Regions from separate parts of the Mus musculus genome. Here all the other regions are linked to region 5. The links are chromatin contacts, called in public HiChIP or PLAC-seq, capture Hi-C and promoter capture Hi-C maps. All regions are on one chromosome and are shown on one strand. Each heading gives the region's core, a stretch centred on a gene start, on an enhancer-like site or on the middle of the called end of the contact. The rest is flanking DNA. Distances are from core to core; before and after follow the strand shown.

Region 1 (2,700 bases), core at 150-2,649, 390 kb before region 5:
AAGTTTCCATCACCTCCAAGCAGCATCCGCGGACCATATCTTCAACACACAAGCTTTGGTATTTAACATCAAACCCCAAACTAAAAATTAAGTCATTTTATCCAGCTATACCGTTCTAGATATACACGAAGAGAGTAAATGTCACCATGTAACTAAGATTCCTGCACACATATTTATTGCAGCATTGAGCATCCAAGTGATGGAGTCACCCAAGGAGCCTAGCAGTGGAGGAACAAATGGATAGAATATATGTGGTATTTATGAAAGTGAAGTATTATTCATCCACAAAAGAATGTTGTTTGCAAAAAAAAAAAAAAAAAAAAAAACACGGAACTGGAGATCATCATGTTAGGGAAATGAGCCAGGCTCAAATCAACAGATATTACATGTTTGCTTTTATATGATGAGCCTAAGTAGGCAAAATGAAAGTAGAAGGATGTTTATTAAGGCAGAGGGATTTTTAAAAAGCCAATCAGAGTGAACATAATCAAAGTTATTTCACAGAGGAATTTAAACAGAAATCAGTTTTGGTTTGCTATCATGGCTTTTCCCAGCTTACTCTGATTGAAGAGCAAAGGATTTATTCAAAAGTGACGTTATGACACTATTTGTATGTCGGAAAAAAAAAATACCAGGAAGAGCCCGCTGAGCCCAAGAGGCTGTGAATGGGGCTGGAGAGTTGGTGGATAAGGGCGCATGATAAACACCTAGGACTGGAGTTCAGATTCCAGCACTCACGTTAGAGATCCCCTGCACATTTCTGAATCACTATCTATGAGGACGGCTCAAATAAGAGGATCGCTGTGGCTAGCTGGCTTCCATTATTAGCCAAGGAAACCCGAGCCCCAGGTAAAGTGATGAGTGAAACAAACAAACAAACAAACAAACAAACCCTGCCTCAATGGAAAAGCGAGTGGACTTCTGCCGTCTTCCGGCCTCAGTGAGCACTCGCGCACACACGGATTCATCCACGTAGACACATAAAACTAACAAATCTTTCAGAAGCCCTGGACCTGTGTGTGGTGTAGACGGGAGAATTCTGACTATATAGCTCTGGCTGACTCGAAACTCAATAACGTAGACAAAGCTAGCGTGGAACTGGTATTAAAAAGTGCACCACCACTCCCGGGCTGGAAGGTGTTCTGAAATGTGATAACCCTCCAGGATGAAATCACATTTATTTCGGAGAAAAGGTATGAGCTTGGACAGGGCAGTTGTTGCAATCTGTACTTACAGACCCATTTCGGTGGTAAGCGTTGCTGAACCTGATAACTCAGTTCTAAGGAGTTGGGTCCGGAATAATTCACGAACCAGGGTGACTGTTACTCCCCTGAGCTATCCAATAAGAAGCACGGATAGTGGAGGGTGGCTCCCTTGCCGCCATATTTGAGTTCCGGGTAGCTGGAGGGAGGAGAGTTGTGCTTGAGCTTCCCGGTGCCTGTTCTGCCGACTGCCGCTCAGTAGGAAGAACGCCTGGATGCATCAGAAGCAGGAAATGGTGAGTGTGCCCTGGACTCTTGGAAGGTGGGCGGAGGGTTCTGACACTGCCACGGCTTTGCTGTAAGGTGGCGCCGGCTCCCCGACGTGTGCAGCAATTTGAGATGGACTTTGGGAGTGCCGTCAACCCGGGTGCACTTGAGTTGTATGCTCTGTTAGCGGAGTCCCGTCCTGTCCCTTCCCTGTGAAGCTGCTTCGTCCCTAGTTTCTAGTCCTCCCATGACGAGCCTGCGCCGCGAACCCGAGCCTCCGCTGACATTGCAGCTGCCAAGTTGGTGACGCCGCGTCCAGACTGCGGTGAAGGCACGTGGGTGGTGTGCACTGTTTTGCACTTTTTCATTTCCTTGTTCCCTGCTTTAGTTTTACACTGTGGTCATCCTGAAGAGAGGCTCGTGCTCGTGTGTTCTCTCTCTCTCTCTCTCTCTCTCTCTCTCTCTCTCTCTCTCTCTCTCTCTCTCGGCTTCTTTTTTAAAGTACTAGGGATGGAACCTCAGGTCTCATGCTAAGCGAACGCTTTACCATAGACCTGTAGACCTGTATCTCCATCCCTCATCCTGAGTTCACAGCTGGATTTGTTAGCTGTGATAGGCAAAATTCCCTATTTGTATGTACTGATTAATTAAGCTGATCATTTCTGAAGTAAAGGTTAGATTTTGGAGACCTTTTCCAAAGGAAAGTCTCGATAGCAGTGAAAAAGCCCAGGGCAGGGAGGGATTGTGTTGTTCTGTCCGTTTATACGGGATTTCACTGGGTACCATTGGCTGGTCTGGAAAGAGTTATGTAGACCAAACTAGTCTGGAACTCTAGATCCTCCACAGTGCTACGTGTGTTTCTGCTCATATGGGAGGGTATTCTGGGACTTGGAAGCCCAGGAGCCATACATACAGCTCTGAAGGGAAAAGGTGTCCCAATGAGGACATCCTCAAACACGGGAGCCCAGGAACCACACAGCTCTGAGAGGAAGCCTCCTCAGCAGTTCCCAGAGGAGGGTATCCCCAGCTGAGCTGAGGAGTTTAGGAGCTTACAGGCTTCAGCTGCCCTTTCTCTTCTCTTCTTTGCTTCTTTTCTTCTTAGCTTCTTCTGATGAGAGCCACTCCAGGCAGTAGATCTTATAAAGGAGACTTATTGGAGAGAAAAATGGAGAGGGATGGCTGCCCTCTGCTCCCAGAGCTGACTGACATGGGAGAATTGGACAAAGGGCAG
Region 2 (2,700 bases), core at 3-2,502, 410 kb before region 5:
AGGGGCACTAGGAATGAGGCCAGTGGAAGTGTAACCACAACTGGAGAGGCCAGAAGGGTCCCTGGTGAAAAAGAACAGTCAGACTGGGATGCAGCCCAGCGGCCAAGAGCTTGCTTCAACTCAGTACCATAAACAAAACCAAAAAGCTCAACTACTGCTCAAATTGGAAAATAGAGTCCACTGATGGTTCTTGAGAGTGAAGAGCAAGATAAGAAAGCATCAGGCCCCGAGGAGTTTAAGGGAAGAGATACTACTCACATCTCTCTCTGCCCATCGGGTACAGACACTAGCCCAAGGACAAGGATGGACTAGGCAGGGGCCAGATCTTGGCATGATGCACTGAAGCCTCAAACTCTTCGGTGGAAACTGAGTGGACTGGGGCTGTCCCTGCTCTGTGCTGCCCATCCTGGGAGCAGTTTTGCATTAACGAGGGGAAGAGACCTCAGATCATGAGTTTTGATCATAATGTGACCTAAAGCAGGCTGGGAGCAAGGAAGGGAGGAAAGGAGAAAGGCTCGGATCCTGGAGAGGCAAGGCAAGAGTGGACTGGCTGCTGGGGCGGAGAGGTCTCCCTATGTCTCCCCTCACTTCTCTACTGTCCTGTGTTCCAAACCTCTCCTGACCCAAGTGCCACAGTATCTTTCCAAACACGTTGGAAACACATCTACCCAGAGACCTACCTACTGCCACACTCACCAAGGCCAAGTGACCCCAGAACCAGCTCGGTTTAGGGGGCTGAGGGAAGCAACGAAGGCGACTGCAGTTGTCATAGAAGGCATAGATCCAGGCCAGAATTCGGGCTAGAATCCAAGATGCCCCTCCCAGCAGCAGTAGATGCCACGGAGAGGCAGTCAGGGACCCCATTCCCAGCCAGGACAGACATAGCTGTAGCATCCTGCAGGGCAAATAGGCAGAAGGTGAAATTCTGAGGCTCCGGAGAAGGGTGGGGACAGGCCCGTTTACTAGATAGGAATATAGCTAGCGATATAGACTGGGAGGACTTGGGGGCAGCGCAGGAAGAAGAATGAACATTGAGAGAGAAGAGGAAGAACACAACAGGCAGGACTGTTAGCATTCTAGAGGGCCTCAGCCTGAAGAATAAACTACGGGCGCAATTTCCAGGAGACCAAAAGTCTCCAAGGTCAGCTCCCTACAGCCATTCCAGCTGTGGGCAGAGCTCTCCCTGTTCTGAGCCAGAACTCGCCTTGTTGCCTTCCACCCCGGCACCTTCTCTCACGAGCAGCGAATCTTCCACAACTTCCTGTCTTCTCTGAAAACATTTTGTCCCGGAAGCTGTATGGGAAGTTCAGCTGGGCTGAACCAACCAATCCCTCCAACCCTCAGCCCAACCTCCAAGCCTGGGCAGGCAGCCAAGGCCAGTGGGGGCGGGTCCAACCTTAAAGGGATGGAACTAGACTGAGAGTCATAGGCTTAGGTGGGGCATCCTCAGCGTTTAACCTTTCTGCCTGAACCAGAGACAAAGGAGTTACAAAGGAGATTCCAAGTTTAGGAGTGCACCTGCCCTCCAAGGGCTAAGGGGTGGCAGATAAATCTCTCTAGCTCCTCTGCATAGTTGTCTGGGTAACAGCATGCAGAACTGTGAGGCTCTGAAATGCATTTCCTCTCCTCTCCCCACGCCCAACAGCTGCACAGCCTGGCAGAGATCGATTTCTTCCTTCTTGAACCCTAGGTTCTAGGTGGACCAATAATTGCAACCCTGCTGGAACCCACTGGGTCAGAGAGTGTAGGTTAAGCTCATGTGAGGCTGAAGCTCAGAGATCTGAGGGAACAGCTAAAAGGGGCCGTGAGCAGAGGGGACACAGGCTGAAGGTCAGATCTGGGCGTGGGCTGATGTCATAGATATGCGTTAAATATTGGGGGTCAGGAAACTTCTATTTTATTTTATTTTGCTGGTCATGTTTTGTTCTATCCTAGGTGGCTGGACTATCCAGCCTCTGTCTCCTGACCCTCCAGCAGTGCCAGGCATGGGTTTCCTCTCATGGTGTGGATCTGAAGTTGGACCAGTAATAAATTGGCAACTTCCCCGAGTTCCTTCTGTGCCACCTAGCCCAACACATCTTGCAGGTAAGACAAATTGTGGACTGAGGGTTTTGTGGCTGGCTTGGTATCCTAAGCAATGAACTGGAAGCCTTGCCCGGTTATTGAAAATGGGCTGGTTCAGGCTAGGAGTTTTATGCTAGGAGTTTTCAGTAGGGTTGGCCTCCTGGAAGTTTCCATTGTACTAGGTTTCTACCTCACCCCCAAAGTGCCTCCCATTCTAGTCATTTCTCCTCACCCCAAAAATGCCCTACCCCCATCTCCCAGTTCTCCCAGTATTTTCTCCCACCCCCACCTATTCCTTCCTGTTCTATCTGTCCCAGTCCACCCTTGGAATCTATTTTATTTCTCCTTCCCAGAGAGACCCATCTGTACCACTTTGAGCCATCTTTAGCATCTCTGGGTGTGGACTGTAGCGCAGTTATCCTTTGCAGCTAATATCCTCTTAGAAGTGAGTATGTACCATGTTGGCCTTTCTGGGAAAGAGATATCTCGACCGAGAAAGTGTTTCCATCAGGATACCTGTAGGGAAGTCCATAGAGCATTTTCTTGATTAATGGCTGATGTGGAAGGGCCCAGCCCACTGTGCCTGGTGCCATCCCTGGGCAGGTGAGTCCTCAAGTGTACATGAAAGCAGACTGA
Region 3 (2,700 bases), core at 3-2,502, 370 kb before region 5:
AATGTCCAGGATTTCAAGGACATTGAAACTGGGTGGCCCCAGATAAGGCCCAGTCGCCAATGTGCATCACCTTCCTGACTGACTGCTCCCAGTCAGGGGCAGAGCCACAATGGAAACTCCTTTGTTCAACCCATTGTGTCAAAATATGAGTGGACGGGCTGGAGAGATGGCTCAGCGGTTAAGAGCACTGACTGCTCTTCTGAAGATCCTGAGTTCAATTCCCAGCAACCGCATGGTGGCTCACAACCATCCGTAAGGAGATCTGGCGCCCTCTTCTGGAATGTCTGAAGACAGCTACAATGTACTTACATGTAATAAATAAATCTTTAAAAAAAAATATGAGTGGACAATGCTACAGCCCACCCGGCTTCCCCCTGAACTTGTGGTTTCATCCTTTAATATGCTATACTATTTCCCTTCAGGTATGCAGTAGAGATCCCGAGCTGGCTACCTCTCTGTGTACTCAGAGAATAAAACTTTCATTTTAAGCTGCTGTCTTTGAAATCAATTTTCTTGGCTTCTCCCCGAACCTAACAGATCCACTGTGAAGCTCTTGGTCCAAAATCAGTGTTGATCTGGGAGGCTGAGACCATTTTACATTCCTGAATATAGAGGATTTCCTTGGGCAAAGAAACCTTTTTGGCTGACGTCCAAAGGCTGCTTTTCAGACCTGTTGAATCCTTTGTAGAAAACTTCGGGTGTGCAATTCCATTTTTCTCCAGACAATTTATAGTTGAATTCATTGTTGATATGTTTTAATTTTCTTGGCAGAAAACGGGTATATTGAAACACAAGGTTTGCGAAAGCTTTAGCTTAACCTCCCCAAATCTTGAGCTTGCATGTCAGGTCCTCTTTTTTTCCCTATGCCCCCAGATTGACATAGGGACTCTTCCTAAGGAAAAGTCTTGGGTTTTCTCCTTGGGGTACTGACACTAGAGGCTCCACTGTAAAGCTGTAGCATTAGTTCTTTAGGGGATAGGGTGTGTAGTTGGAAAACGCATGCACTAAGAATCCTGCTGAATGTTTCCTTAAATGCCACAAAACTTCAGGTTGCGCCAGGTTTGTTCTAGTGAAGAGCAAGCTAAAAGGGTCATGAGTGACAACTGTGATTTTAGCTGCAGCGGTACTCAGAAAGGCTGATTTCTTTTTAATTAAGCTCGTAGGAGGCAGGGGGAGTTATTCACCAATCAACGGCGCTGTTATTCCCCTGTCCAATAAGAAGCGCAGATAATCGAAGGGTTCCTCACTTGCTACCATCTTGAAGCCGGTGCAGCTGCGGGAAGAGTCGTGTCAACTCTTCTTCGGTTACTGTCACTTCTTCTAATTTCAGGCTCCTTGGAGAGGACACAGTATGCATCAAAAGCAGAGAATGGTGAGTGTGTCACGGGCTCCTGGCTTCGAGGATGGCAGATCTGTGACACTGCCAGGAGACCAGGGTCCAGTTCTGTCCCTTCACTACGAAACGGGTTTCATGCCAGTCCTTTCAGTGTGGGTCCATGCCTCGAACTTACACCTCTGCAGAATTTGCAGCGCTGGTAGATTGGTGATGCTGAACGCAAACTGCGTTTTGAACGACAGAGGGTGTGTGAGCGCTGTTGCGGGTCTTTCTGCCCTTGCACTTTCGTTTGCCCTGCTGTAGTTTTCCTCCGTGATCACGGTGTGTTTTTCTTTCGTTTTCTTTATTTTTTTCAGCTGTTGGGGGTCCCCCCAAAACAAAACACAAGCAGGCACAAGAGTCCAGCAAAGCAAGATCTTTATTTTAATTAAGCAGAAAAACCTGACCGGTCAGGGACAATAGCATAGACCCCGTCCCGGAAGGAAAATTGCACAGCATATTTCGGATGAGACCTCAGAGCAAAGGGGAGTGGAGTGAGTGGGCTGTAGCGTTGTCCAGCCGTATTTTGACATAAGGGGTTGGGCAAGGGAGTCGCCAATGTGATTTTGATGACTCCTGCGGCTTGTCACAGGAAAGGGGTAAAGGAATCATTGGTGATGAAGCCTCCCCTGGGCCACCTGGTTTCAAGGCTTTTTTCTCAGAATCTTGGTGGTCAGGCCTCATCCTGGACATTTGGTGAGTAACTCAAAATGATGAGGGGCAAAGGAGCTGGTTCCTGGGCCTGGGAACACGGACTCAGTTTGTTTCTGTCAGCAGGATAGTGAAGCTGTCCTTGAGATGCGTGGATTCAGACAACTGTCTCCTTACAGTAGGGCCAGTTGAACCCGAGGCTTTATTTATGTTAGGCAAAGGCTCCTTGTTGTGTAGAGGGCATTTTTCTCCATTGGAAATCTATTTCAACCTCGCTTTTGAGCTCTCTTTTGAATAATAATGCTGGTCAAAATAGTTAAAAGTGGAAATATGGAAAAATGGGGGGAAAGCCTGAGGGAAGGGATTCATGTAGCTGTAATTTGGTTTTCCTTGGTGGGTTTCTCCGAACAGAAAGAATTAGGAGAGTTCGTCAATTAGTCTTTAATTGGAATACAGTTCTTGGAAGAAATATTAAATCTTTGGTGTTTTTGCCTTCAACTACTTGTTCTATGTAGATAGTAATCTCTGACCATCAAGAAAGTCGGGGATGATCAGCCTGACACAAAGGCACCATTTATTTTTTTCCTTGAAATGGTTGAAACTGTTTTTGACTTTTCCTGCTGCCTGTGTATCTGCATGTAGAGTTCTCAGCTACCTCTCCAGCACTGTGTCTG
Region 4 (3,003 bases), core at 81-2,580, 480 kb after region 5:
TCTTTTTTTTTTTTTTTTTTTTTTTTTCTTTTTGGTTTTTCGAGACAGGGTTTCTCTGTGTAGCCCTGCTGTCCTGGAACTCACTTTGTAGACCAGGCTGGCCTTGAACTCAGAAATCCACCTGCCTCTGCCTCCCGAGTGCTGGGATTAAAGGCATGCGCCTCCACGCCCGGCCAGTGTCGTGGAATCTTAAGGTAGAGCTATGGAAAACGTAATGTGAAGAATAAAACACTAAGCTGGTACATGACTATATCCCCAATACTTCGGAGGCCAAAGCAAGAGAGAGGATCACTAGTTTCAGGCCAGCTTGGGTTACCTCAGACCAGCAGAAACCACAACATCACTAGCCACATTGGATAAGCTGACTCAATGCATTCAACTGTGGAAGTGGGATGAGAAAACCCAAGGCTGCCAATCTGTATCAATTACAATTAATACAATTGTAGTATCAATCTACCAGGCCCATGTTAGAATAAATGTTTCTCAAGTGTGTGAGAACTAGAAGTTAATGAGGTTGGGATGGGAACCAAGGAGATGGTCAGTCCAGGTTCGAAGCCAGTAACTGTTCACTCATTTGATCATTCCATCATTCCCTCACTATTTTCGCCATTCATCAAAGGAAACCAACATCCTGGTTCGCCTGCAGCTGGCATTCTAGGGGGCAATCAAGACAATAAAGCTAAAATAAGTAAAATCCTTAGGTGGCACAAAGGAGGGACCTGCTGGGGAGTGTTCACAGGGTGTGGCTGCCATATTCATTGGGACCATTGGGCAGTGATATTTGCAGTAGGCTACATGTGAAGTTTAGGTCAAAATTGCTAAGTTCATTTATATCCCTAGAAGGTTTATTTTTATTTTTGGTTTTTTGAGACAGGGTTTCTCTTTGTAGCCCCCGGTGTCCTGGAACTTACTCGGTAGACCAGGCTGGCCTGGAACTCAGAAATCTGCCTGTCTTTGCCTCCCAAGTGCTGGGATTTAAGGCGTACACCACCACTGTTCAGCAGAAGTTTATTATTTCAAGTTAATGTGGTTATTTTCATGGAACTGGGGATTAAACCTAGAGCCTCCTGAATACTACTAGGCAAGTGCTCTACTACTGAACTACTCCCCGAATTCCTGTTTTTTATTCTGAGGTAGGGTCTCCTTTAATAGCCTAGGTTGGCTTTGTTCTTCCTCAGCCTGTAGAATATCTGGGAGTTACAGGCCTAGGTCACCAAACACATTAGGTTTTACTGCTAGGAAGAAGCCAGGAGGAGCCCTAAAATCAAAGTACCCTTGTATTCGGGTACTTACGGTCGCAGGCTTGCTTGCGCCACTCCCCCCTGCCTTTGTGTGCGCGTGCGCGAGAATCAGCGCGTCCTTCTGACTGAGCGGCTGCGGCTGGAGCGGAGCAGTTCGGCTAGCTGTTGGATGGCGCGGGGCGGAGCTGGGCGGGCAGTGGCCCTGGGCCTGGTGCTGCGGCTCCTCTTTGGTCTCAGAACAGGCCTAGAGGCCGCTCCGGCTCCGGCCCATACCCGGGTCCAAGTCTCCGGTGAGTGAACCCCCGTTTCTACACCGCTTTTGATCCCGCCTCCACGCGCTGGCATCGCCTCACTATTGGCTGCGCCGCCCATCGGTCGTTGACACTCCCCCAGCACGCGTGTTTGGCTTTAGCGTGGGTAGAGTGGAGAGAATCGGCCCTCTGTGCGTGCAGAGGGGACCGCCACATGGGTGCCTTCTCCTGTGTTCTGCTCAGCTTCCTCCCTTATTCCTGCGCTGTCCCTAAGTCACCTCCAAGCCGTCCTTCAGCTCAATGTGGGCTGGAAGGCTTTTGTTTCTGATTTTGACCTCTCACCACGCAGGGCTGGTCACCCGGTACCTTCTTGCAGCAGGTATGCCTTCCCGAAACCTTCAGCCCTGAGGCTGCAGTTCTGTGGCTGTTCTTTCAGCACCCAGAGCTTCAGTTTTTCCTTGTATTCCTGCCTCAGAGAATGGAAGGAAGAGCCCTGGAGTGTATTTCCCCTGTGAACCCCAATCTTGGCCAGGAACCTGTCCCGGGCAGGACGAGGAGGCCCGATTGTGACCACTGGCCACTACTGACCATCCACTCTGTATGAGAATAGGTCTTAACTGTTTCAAGGTTTTTTTGGTTTGTTTGTTTTTGTTTCTGTTTTTAGGTTTTTATTATGTTTTGATTTTTTTTTTTTTTTTCCAAACAGGGTCTCACTTTATAGCTCTGGCTGTCTGCAACTTGCTATATAGACTAGGCTGGGCTTGAACTCCTAGAGATCCACCTCCCAAGTACTGGGATTAAAGGCAGGCACTAGTTCCCCTTTTTTTGAGACAGGGACTTACTATATAACACAGGCTGGACTGCTGTTTTCAACTTGTGCCTTAGGCTCCCCAGCACAGGGATTATTAGGTATGGACCATTGTATTTGGCTGTTTATGGATCTGTACCCATAAACTACCCCTCCTCCCACTTTCGGCTGTTTTGTAGCTCCAAGCAGTCTTCTTGTTCCAGCATCCCAGGAGCTGGACTTACTATTGAGCAACATTAAGTCTGGCCTTAGTATTCCTCTTTTACAGATGAGGACATAGACTGGGAGGAGGAATCATGGGTCATCCTGACTCCTGTCTGATTAATTGCCCCCAAGAGGTATAGGGTCTGCTCTGCTCTGGGCCCATTCCAAGAAAATACAGAGTCAGGAAGAGAAGGTCTGAGTTGGCAGGACTGTGAGTTGTTAGGCATGGAGAGGAGGCTATGCTGGGCAGGAAGGGGTGGTGGCCAGGGCTTGTATTCAGTTCTTCAGCTCTCTGGAGCTTCTGAACTGTGTGGTATGCAGGTATAATTGCGTTTGACTACAAGGAGAGGGAGGGAGGGGTCTTGGAGGCTCTGGCTCTGTGTGTGAGGTAGGAAGCTCTAAAGGCTCCCTCCTGTCTTTGTTCATTCCTTCCTGCTGGCCCAAGTACCAGGTCTCTTCACTGCCTGCCCCTCTTGATCAGCAAACAGCCCCGGCTTCC
Region 5 (2,722 bases), core at 115-2,614:
AATAGTTCAACTTAATGGCTCAAACACAAGGTCTTAGGAAAACAACAAAATGTCAGACTTAAGAGCAAAAGACAGCAAGAAGTAAAAAATAAGTTGAAAAATTATTGAAATTGACTCAAAGAATACACACAGTCAATGTCAATCTCAGAAATGGTTCTTTTAAAAAACAGTAAAATAGGCAAAACTGTAGTCAAGCTAACAAAAAAGAGGGAAGAGACAAATTAATAAAGTCATAAATTAGGGGAGGTTGCAAGAGACTAAAAAAAAAAAAGACAGGAAAAAAGAAAAGCAGTGGACCATTTGGTAGTATTTTGAAAAAAATACCCCCCACGAGGAAAAGAAATATATGCAAGAAATGGTTTGATTCTGAGTCGCATACAACAAGCTAAAATTAAATCAAGAGGATATAAACAACTTACGAATATTCATAACGATGAGATAGAAACAGATATAACCCTCTCATCCCTTCTGTTCAAGTCCACAGCCAAAGAATCTACCACGTTTTTGTTTGTTTTTACAATTAAATTATTCATCCCATCTCATGCTTTTTTTTTTACAGCCAGCAATGCTAGAAGAAAAAAAAAATTCCCCCAAATTTCACCTGTGCCTAGACAATTAATTGCCCAATTGGTTGGTGAATCCAAACAATTTTGAAGCAAATTGAAAATCCTCTCTTCCTTGCAAGCCGGAGCATTCCTCCCACTCTCAGCCCAGAGGGAGCAAACAAATCCTCCTGCATTAACGCTAACAGCAAAAACCAGGATGCGGGATAGGTTTACAGTTCATTGGTAAAAGGATTGCCTAGAATGAGCAAAGCCTGAGGTTCGATGCCCACGAAGGAAGGAAGGAAGGAAGGAAGGAAGGAACGAACAGCGTTTATCAAAGCCCCTCACAACAGTCTAAATGCTACAGAGCATCACGCCAACTCGCCAGCGATGCAGTCTGGAGAGGCGCTGTCTCACCCGAGAGCACAGCGGACTAGAAGACACTGCTTCAGAAGGGGGGCGGGGCAGGGCAGGGCCGGACCGACAGGACCAGACCCCAGGCTCCCCGCTGCCTGCTCTGCACGGAATTAAAACGCACGTGGGTGAGAGGGCGCGGGTGACAGACTCCTGCACAGAATCAGGCGAACGTCAGTGCCGCGGCACCACACAGGGACAAAGCCTCCGCGATGTCACCAACGTGCCACGCACGACTCCAGGAACACAGGGCACACTCACCATTTCCTGATTTCACACGCGAGCAGTGTGCTTCCTAAAGGGCCTACAATCAGCAGAAGGGACAGCGACTCAGGCCAAGTCACCACCTGCCTCCCTGGAGCTACACAGGACTCAAACAGGGCGGCAATGGCGGCACCCTCTGACTATCCATGCTCCTCATTGGGCAGTTCATGCAGGAAAGTAACAACGTCCCTGATTGGTGAACGGTACCGACCCGCCTCTTTAACTCTTTTCAGCGCGTTTAAATGGAACTCACCCGGCAAACTGACTACAGAACCTCCCTAACTCTGGCTCCCCCAAACCCCTGGAGTAAACCCGGAGTATATTTGGTGTCATTCTATTTAAAGAGAATATACTTCGGGGTTTTTAGAGCACACATTTAGTTCTTCGTGTGAGTTCCTCGTGCCTTTCCGCTTACTCACACTACTTTTTTTGTGAACATTCAGGACTCAGTGACATTAGGACAAAGCCAATGACACACATCCCTACCTCCAGTTTTAGCGATAGAGGCTTGGCCGGCTTTTTACGTGGGTTCTGGGGATCCAAACGCAGATCCTCATGAAGGATAATCAGGCATTTTACCAACCAACCCATCTCACCAGCGCTTCTTTGGGCTTGTACTATAGGTGGTCATTACGCTGCTTACTGTACAGTGTTTGGGTTTTATAACGTACAGAGAATGCTGAATTCAGAATATATCTTCAACATGAAGAACTTGTGCGGTGGTTAAGATTAGAGATGCATTTCACCAAACTCCTAGAAATAGTGTTTGTGGATTTGGTTTATTTCGGCTAGAACTTCAATGTGGCTGTAGAATACACTGTCCCACTTCTGAATATTAAGATGTGGAGCACTTGTTACTCTTACAGAGGCCCTGGGATTGCTTTCAATCATCCACACGATCGTTTGAAAACATCTTAACTCCAAGAGCTTCATCACCTTTTTAATTCACAGGCACCAGGTTCTCACATGGTGCACATACATACATTCATACACATATAAAAATAATCTTAAAATTTTAAAAGAAGTATATATGAAACCAGATATAGGAGAAAGAGTCATTATAACTTTTAAGAGAGAATGTAAATTAATACAGACACAAAAATAAAGTATGAAGATTTCTAAGAACAAACAAACAAAAACAACTTAAAATTGTTTAGCATGGTGGTACAGACCTTTAATTACAGGACTTTGGAGGCAAGAAGTTAAAGGTCATTGTGAAGAAAAGGAAGAGGAAGAGGAGGAGGAGGAAGAGGAAGAGGAGGAGGAGGAGAGAGAAAGAAGGAAGGAAGGAAGGAAGGAAGGAAGGAAGGAAGGAAGGAAGGAAGGAAGGAAAGAGAGTTCCAGGACAGCCAGGGACACACAGAAACCATTCTGAAAACAAACAAACAAACAAACAAAACCTCAAAACTAAAGGTCACAAACTAAAACCAGCACCCTTTGCTAGGAAAGAGAAAGGAAAGAATTTTACTATACATAAGAAATGAATGGACATGGACTGG
Region 6 (2,737 bases), core at 153-2,652, 470 kb before region 5:
AACTGTGTCAATAAGTAGCAACACTCATACCAGATCATACCAGAAACACCAGACACAGGGGCTTTTGGTCCACAACAGATGGAACCCTCTTACCTGAGACTAAAACCAGAGAGTGGCAGGGTCAGCTGTCAAAAGCCAGCAAAATTGTCAACTCCTGGATCACCATGTCCCTCACCACAGCAGTTTCTTCGTGGCAAAATATTCAGCCCACCTGAAAGTCACCATCCAATAGCCTGTCCTCCCAAGAGGCATTTGGCATCTACGTACCTGCACTGCCAAGCCTTAGCTGGTCCCCTGGAGACTCCCCCCTCACCTACCTCAGCTCTCTACCTGTGTCTTCAGGACAGACGGATTCTGCAGGCTCTTTAACTATTTCCTAGCCATTTGTAACCTGTGTTGTCTCTGGTTGTGTGAAATGTCCCCGTGTGATCTGCTGGTTGATGTTAGGGATTCAAACTGGAATCACTAGGTGTGGAAGTGCACATCTTTCATCCCAGCACTGGAGAGCAGAACTAGGCAGATCTGTGAGTCCAGGACCAGTACCAGCCTCAAGGGTTGTATGTTAGATATCTTGCATATCAGATGTTTACATTACGGTTCATAACGGTAGCAGAATTGCAGTTATAAAGGAGCAACAAAGGTAATTTTATGGATGGGATCACAAAATGAACATTAGGAAGGTTGAGAGTCACTGCACTATGGGCATTTATTCCAGAAAGGATGGGGCCACTCGCTGCTCCAATATGTCTAACCCCCCTCCCCCGCACACACACACCCCGGCACCCCCCACCCCATCTCTCTCTCTCAACACTGAGAATCACAAAGTCCTCTGGGTAGCTGCGCCCTGAGACACTGCATAGGGTGTGTCGAGATTTTCAGGGGAGGACGAAGCAGTTATAGGACTCGTGTCCTAACCTTCATCATCCACGCAGCTCCACCTTCATCCCCCGTAGAAGAGTCCCAATCCAACTCCCAGAGTTGGCTCCTCAGGATCCTCCCGAGACCTTGGTGGAGAAGCCCAGCTGACCCCAGACGCTGCAGCGCTGAGCGCTCAGAGAGGAAGAGACCACCGCTCTGTCTGATGGACCAGCTCCACCCAGCGGAATCGGAGCGGCAAGACCCAGCGGAGCCAGATGAGACTCCGCTGCAGACTCAGCTGTCTTGCAAGACCTGCTCCCATTGCGGTCTCCGTCTGCTGCCGCAGCATCCTGCCCACATCTAAGTCACAGGCCGAACGTACCATTTCCAGCCCCGGAGTGTCCTGGTGTGCTCCTGCGGCTCCTGCTGTCAGTGAAGGCGACTCTGATATCTAGGCCTGGCATCTAGGACATACTTCCAAATAACACAAACATGCCTAATTTGGGGGGCTGGGGAGGGGGTTTAAGGAAACAGACCTCGGTCAGACAAAGCCCCTCATGCAAGAAGCGTACTTCTCATTGGACACTTCAGACACTAAAGTAATAACCTTTACCCTGATAGGCCAGCGAGCCTAACCTTTCTCCGGATAGGCCAGCGAGCCCTTGGCTCAGGTCCTGGAGCGCTAGTGACAGGGCATACAAGTTTTATTAGGCAAATTAGCAAGCAGATTTCACTCTAGACCCCTGCGTTCTAGCCCTGTCTGGGTGACTGTGTGCATGCAAGCGAAGTTTGTTCTCTTGCTTGTAACAATTCACAGTGAGCCGTTCCTAATTCTTCCTCCTAAGAATGGGGTCAGAGCAAGAGAATTCCAGACTCTGGTCACGGAGACAACTCTTAAGAGCTGCTTTGAGTAGGATTAGGAGGAAGGGCCTTATTAAAGGAAACCTCTCAGCCCGCTCTCATCTTCCCACATCCCACCGCTATACCGCCAGTCTGTACAAGACTTTGCGAACTATTCCACCAATAAAATTCACAAAAATAACCAGGTGGTGGTGGCGCATGCCTTTAATCCCAGCACTTGGGAGGCAGAGGCAGAGGCAGGCAGATTTCTGAGTTCGACGCCAGCCTGGTCTACAGAGTGAGTTCCAGGACAGCCAGGGCTATACAGAGAAACCCTGTCTCGAACAAACAAACAAATTGACAAAAATAGGCAACCTGACTTGTCTCTCACCCTGCAGTTTCAAAAAAAAAAAAACAAAACAAAACAAAAACAAAAACAAAAAGCAAAAAACCAAACAAAACAAAAACAAAAAATGTTTACCCAGAAAACCAGTTTCTGGGCCTGTTGAAATCAGTGCCCTCCTGCCCTGCTCTCTACTGCAAAAACGGATTTTCAGAGCCTTTGTGATGTGTTCAGGTTTGGAGGCCTTATTTTCTCAGACCAATAAACATCTGCTCTTGCTGTGTGTTAGGGTTTGTATTAATTAGGGTTTTATTGCTGTGAAGAGACACCATGTCCAAGGCAACTCTTATAAAGGCAAACATTTAATTGGGACTGGCTTACAGTTTCAGAGGTTCGGTCCATTATCATCATGGTGGAAAGCATGGCAGCCTCCAGACAGATATGGTACTGTAAGTGTTGGGAGTCCTACATCTTAATCAGAAGGCATCCAGGAGGAGACTGTCTTCTCCAGGCAGCCAGGAAGGGACTCTCTTCTGCACAGGGCAGAGCTTGAACACTAGGAGCCTCAAAGTCCACTGCAACAATGACATACTTCCTCTAACAAGGCCACAAGTCTTAAAAGTGCCACTCCCTGGGCCTTGCCAAGCAATTCAAACCACCACATGGTTCTTTAGCATAACAGAACACACACACACA
Region 7 (2,952 bases), core at 230-2,729, 330 kb before region 5:
ATTTAAATTTATTTTCAAATAATAGTATAACTATAACCATGTTTCATAACAATGTTACCCTCTCCAAGGTCCTTCTCATTTTAGTATGTAACTGCTCATTATTTTACCTATAATTAGCTAAAATTGTTATTTTACTTATAATTAGCTAAAATTACCTAGTACCTGCTAACGTTCCCATCAATTTGAGCATGAATACAATACAGAGAGAATTTTAAAAAGTAGTCATTTTCTTTGTATTATTTAATACTTTTTATGCATAGCAGGATATAAAATCAATATACAGTAAGCAATGTCATTTCTCTACTCCAATAAAGACTAGAGTGGAAGGGAAAATCAGAAACAAAATACCATTCATGGTAACGGGAAAAGAATTAGAAATAAAGCCCAGTAAAAGGGTAAAAAGACTTCAGCGATGACAACTTCAAATAGTAAAGAAATAGAATACTCAAGTCCACGAAGTGGCAGAAATAATACTGTTCAAATGAATATTCTACTGAAAATACCAACTCCCCCACACCCCTAAAAGAATGTCATCTGGTAAATACTGATCAAATACTCTTAGTCACAATTTCTTCTATTTGGAGAACCGGCCTCCAGCACACAAGCAAACGATGTAGATTGGCAAGCACCTGATCTACTTTACAGGGCTCACAAAAACGAAGTCTAGGAAAGCTTTTTAAAAACCCGAATTTTGGCTTCAGAAATGGTCAGGGGGAAAAAACCCATCATTGTACTTCTCTACTTTCTCTAAGATTGAAAAATTTGGCCTACTCACAGACGGCACAATTAAATACTCTTTAATCTCATCTTTAAAGGGCAGCGCGCGCGCGCACACACACACACACACACACACACACACACACACACACACACACACACACACACAGAGAGAGAGAGAGAGAGAGAGAGAGAGAGAGAGAGAGAGAGAGAGAGAGAGAGAGAGATTAATAAGTTCTCCCGGCCTAGTGTTCAACTGCAGTACTGTGAAGAATATAATTTACAAAGGCGATGAGAGAAAAGAATCGAAAGCAGCAGAGATATGCCTATAAGGCATACGAGCAACTGCTCACACCACCCAAGTCCCCTTACACCACAGTCTGGACTCCGCGTCACCAACCTGCAGTGCTGCAGTGTCTGCGGAGGCGCAGGTTCCAGGTGAGGACTAACCCCATGAAGATAGGGGCCTGGAACGAAGTAGCTTCCCTAGGACAGAACAGAGCGGGCTCCGGTGCCCGGTCGCCTGCTCTGCGCACAATTCCAGTGTCCCGCTCCAAGGCACACTAGGCTGCACAGCACCAAGGGAACGGCAGGCAACAGCGCCACAGACTGCAGTGTCACAAAGCTTTCACTTACGACTCCAGGAGCCCAAGGCATACTCACCATTTCCTCTTTCATATGCATCCAGGTGTTCTTCCTAATAGGCCTAAATACAGGAGATATAGTCCAGCCCCAACACCACCACAGACCTTCTCAACAACACAGGACTCAAACATGGCGGCAAGGGCGGGACCTTCCGAATGTACCGGTTCGTCATTGGACAGTTCATGAATAGCAGTAACAGCATCCCTGATTGAGGAAAGATAGTGACAGCCTTGAGCTTAAATGCCTTAATTAATAACATTCCTCTTTCCCAGTGCAGTTAGAATAGCGGATTCTTTTGTACGCCAGTTTTTTTGTTTGTTTGTTTGTTTGTTTTCCTTTTGTTTTTTAAGTGGACTAAGCCGGTTCCGACCTGTTTTATAACTTTGCCTTTAAGGGGAACAGGCTACTTTATGCACTTTGTTCTTGTGAACTCTGGGGCCCTCTACTGCTTTGATTACAGTGTCCAAGTTTGCCCTGCACATTTTTGATTCAAGTTCTTAATGGGAAGACCCACAGAATCAAAGATCTGTCCAGAGACAGGAACCAGGAGATCCTACTATGCAAACTCATGACTTTGGAATGAGGTAAAAGTGTTGTAAAGCTCTCTCACACGTTATGTTTCAATTTATTGATTTTGTTTGCTTGTTTTTATTGTTGTTTTGAGGCAGAATCTCTGCTATGTAGCTGTGGCTGTCTAAGTACTCACCATATACACCAGGCTTGTCGCGGATTTACAGTAATCCAACTGCCTTTGCTTCCAGAATGCTGGAATTTAAAGGTGTGGGCCACTATGCACTGCTACTCAACCAATCCATTTTTTTAATCAATAAAATTAGAGCAACAACCAATGAATACAATTATTGAATTACAGAAACACGAAGTTACATAGCAGTAATATTCAACATAGAATTCAAGACATATATAGAGTAACTCTTCAATTCAGACAAAAAATTTCCTTGGCTCAAAATCCAGAGGGATGTCTACATCTACAAATATACACATACATCACAACCGTCAACATCACAGTGACAAACAGCCCTTCTGTAGTGCTGAGGTAGAGACAACTAGGAAGTCTGGGAACTCACAGAGGATGCCTTCTATTGCTTCCTGTGGTGGTGGTGGTGGTGGTGGCAACCTCTTTCAACACCTTCATTTAGGTGCTTCTCAGCCATTCGGTATTCCTCAGGTGAGAATTCTTTGTTTAGCTCTGTACCTCAATTTTTAATAGAGTTATTTGATTTTCTGGAGTCCAACTTCTTGAGCTCTTTACATATATTGGACATTAGCCCCCTATCAGATTTAGGATTGGTAAAGATCTTTTCCCATTCTGTTGGTTACCTTTTTGTCTTATTGACAGTGTCTTTTGCCTTACAGAAGCTTTGCAATTTTATGAGGTCCCCTTCCCCCCACCAGACTCAGAAAATCTGGAGGGGAACTAGAAACCAAGAGAGAAATACCCATCCAACAAAGAAATCCAACAAAAGAAATCCAACAAAAGAAATCCAACAAAAGAAATCCAACAAAAGAAATCCAACAAAGAAATCCAGAAGTCAGCACCTGGATCTGTAATTCATCCAAAATCAGATGCCT

What was found. Promoter capture Hi-C pulls out the DNA fragments that hold promoters and counts their contacts. HiChIP or PLAC-seq counts read pairs in DNA pulled down with a chosen protein or histone mark. Capture Hi-C pulls out chosen DNA fragments and counts their contacts.
Region 1: an H3K4me3 HiChIP or PLAC-seq map of bone marrow-derived macrophages shows a contact between it and region 5, with 4 times the contacts expected there. The contact joins the promoter of Zfp472 here to the promoter of Zfp81 in region 5. A contact is called at or near these places in 18 of 39 promoter capture datasets (the 3T3-L1 cell line, 3T3-L1-derived adipocytes, the C10 cell line and 9 more), 3 of 115 datasets of contacts at active chromatin or transcription factors (bone marrow-derived macrophages, cardiomyocytes and embryonic stem cells) and 1 of 9 other capture datasets (embryonic stem cells).
Region 2: a contact with region 5 is called in a promoter capture Hi-C map of neural stem cells. The contact joins the promoter of Cyp4f13 here to the promoter of Zfp81 in region 5. A contact is called at or near these places in 8 of 39 promoter capture datasets (the C10 cell line, cranial neural crest, frontonasal cranial neural crest and 4 more).
Region 3: an H3K4me3 HiChIP or PLAC-seq map of the 230-238 cell line shows a contact between it and region 5, with 4 times the contacts expected there. The contact joins the promoter of Zfp952 here to the promoter of Zfp81 in region 5. A contact is called at or near these places in 12 of 39 promoter capture datasets (the C10 cell line, the HPC-7 cell line, the SN4741 cell line and 7 more), 4 of 115 datasets of contacts at active chromatin or transcription factors (the 230-238 cell line, embryonic stem cells and trophoblast stem cells) and 4 of 9 other capture datasets (adipose tissue, liver, macrophages and 1 more).
Region 4: an HNF4G HiChIP or PLAC-seq map of pancreatic cancer cells shows a contact between it and region 5. The contact joins the promoter of Cd320 here to the promoter of Zfp81 in region 5. A contact is called at or near these places in 1 of 39 promoter capture datasets (maxillary cranial neural crest) and 2 of 115 datasets of contacts at active chromatin or transcription factors (astrocytes and pancreatic cancer cells).
Region 6: a contact with region 5 is called in a FOXA1 HiChIP or PLAC-seq map of pancreatic cancer cells. The contact joins the promoter of Zfp870 here to the promoter of Zfp81 in region 5. A contact is called at or near these places in 7 of 39 promoter capture datasets (the 3T3-L1 cell line, 3T3-L1-derived adipocytes, frontonasal cranial neural crest and 3 more) and 2 of 115 datasets of contacts at active chromatin or transcription factors (bone marrow-derived macrophages and pancreatic cancer cells).
Region 7: a contact with region 5 is called in a capture Hi-C map of macrophages, with 2.9 times the contacts expected there. The contact joins the promoter of Zfp763 here to the promoter of Zfp81 in region 5. A contact is called at or near these places in 18 of 39 promoter capture datasets (the 3T3-L1 cell line, 3T3-L1-derived adipocytes, the C10 cell line and 10 more), 3 of 115 datasets of contacts at active chromatin or transcription factors (astrocytes, bone marrow-derived macrophages and embryonic limb bud) and 3 of 9 other capture datasets (adipose tissue, macrophages and pancreatic islet).

What each region holds. Positions count from the first base shown.
Region 1 is chr17:32,964,432-32,967,131 of GRCm38.p6, forward strand. Zfp472 (zinc finger protein 472) reads left to right here and starts at 1,400. Exons shown (of 4, transcript NM_153063.3): 1 at 1,400-1,498. The coding sequence starts at 1,478. It also overlaps the pseudogene Cyp4f41-ps.
Region 2 is chr17:32,946,109-32,948,808 of GRCm38.p6, forward strand. Cyp4f13 (cytochrome P450, family 4, subfamily f, polypeptide 13) reads right to left here and starts at 1,253. Exons shown (of 13, transcript NM_130882.1): 1 at 1,205-1,253; 2 at 697-895. The coding sequence starts at 894.
Region 3 is chr17:32,991,887-32,994,586 of GRCm38.p6, forward strand. It overlaps Zfp952 (zinc finger protein 952), which reads left to right and starts at 1,253. Exons shown (of 4, transcript NM_001045559.1): 1 at 1,253-1,372. The coding sequence starts at 1,352.
Region 4 is chr17:33,841,761-33,844,763 of GRCm38.p6, forward strand. It overlaps Cd320 (CD320 antigen), which reads left to right and starts at 1,331. Exons shown (of 5, transcript NM_019421.3): 1 at 1,331-1,531. The coding sequence starts at 1,411.
Region 5 is chr17:33,357,514-33,360,235 of GRCm38.p6, forward strand. Zfp81 (zinc finger protein 81) reads right to left here and starts at 1,365. Exons shown (of 4, transcript NM_207541.1): 1 at 1,221-1,365. The coding sequence starts at 1,223.
Region 6 is chr17:32,890,201-32,892,937 of GRCm38.p6, forward strand. Zfp870 (zinc finger protein 870) reads right to left here and starts at 1,403. Exons shown (of 4, transcript NM_207245.2): 1 at 1,241-1,403. The coding sequence starts at 1,243.
Region 7 is chr17:33,031,902-33,034,853 of GRCm38.p6, forward strand. Zfp763 (zinc finger protein 763) reads right to left here and starts at 1,480. Exons shown (of 4, transcript NM_028543.3): 1 at 1,381-1,480. The coding sequence starts at 1,401.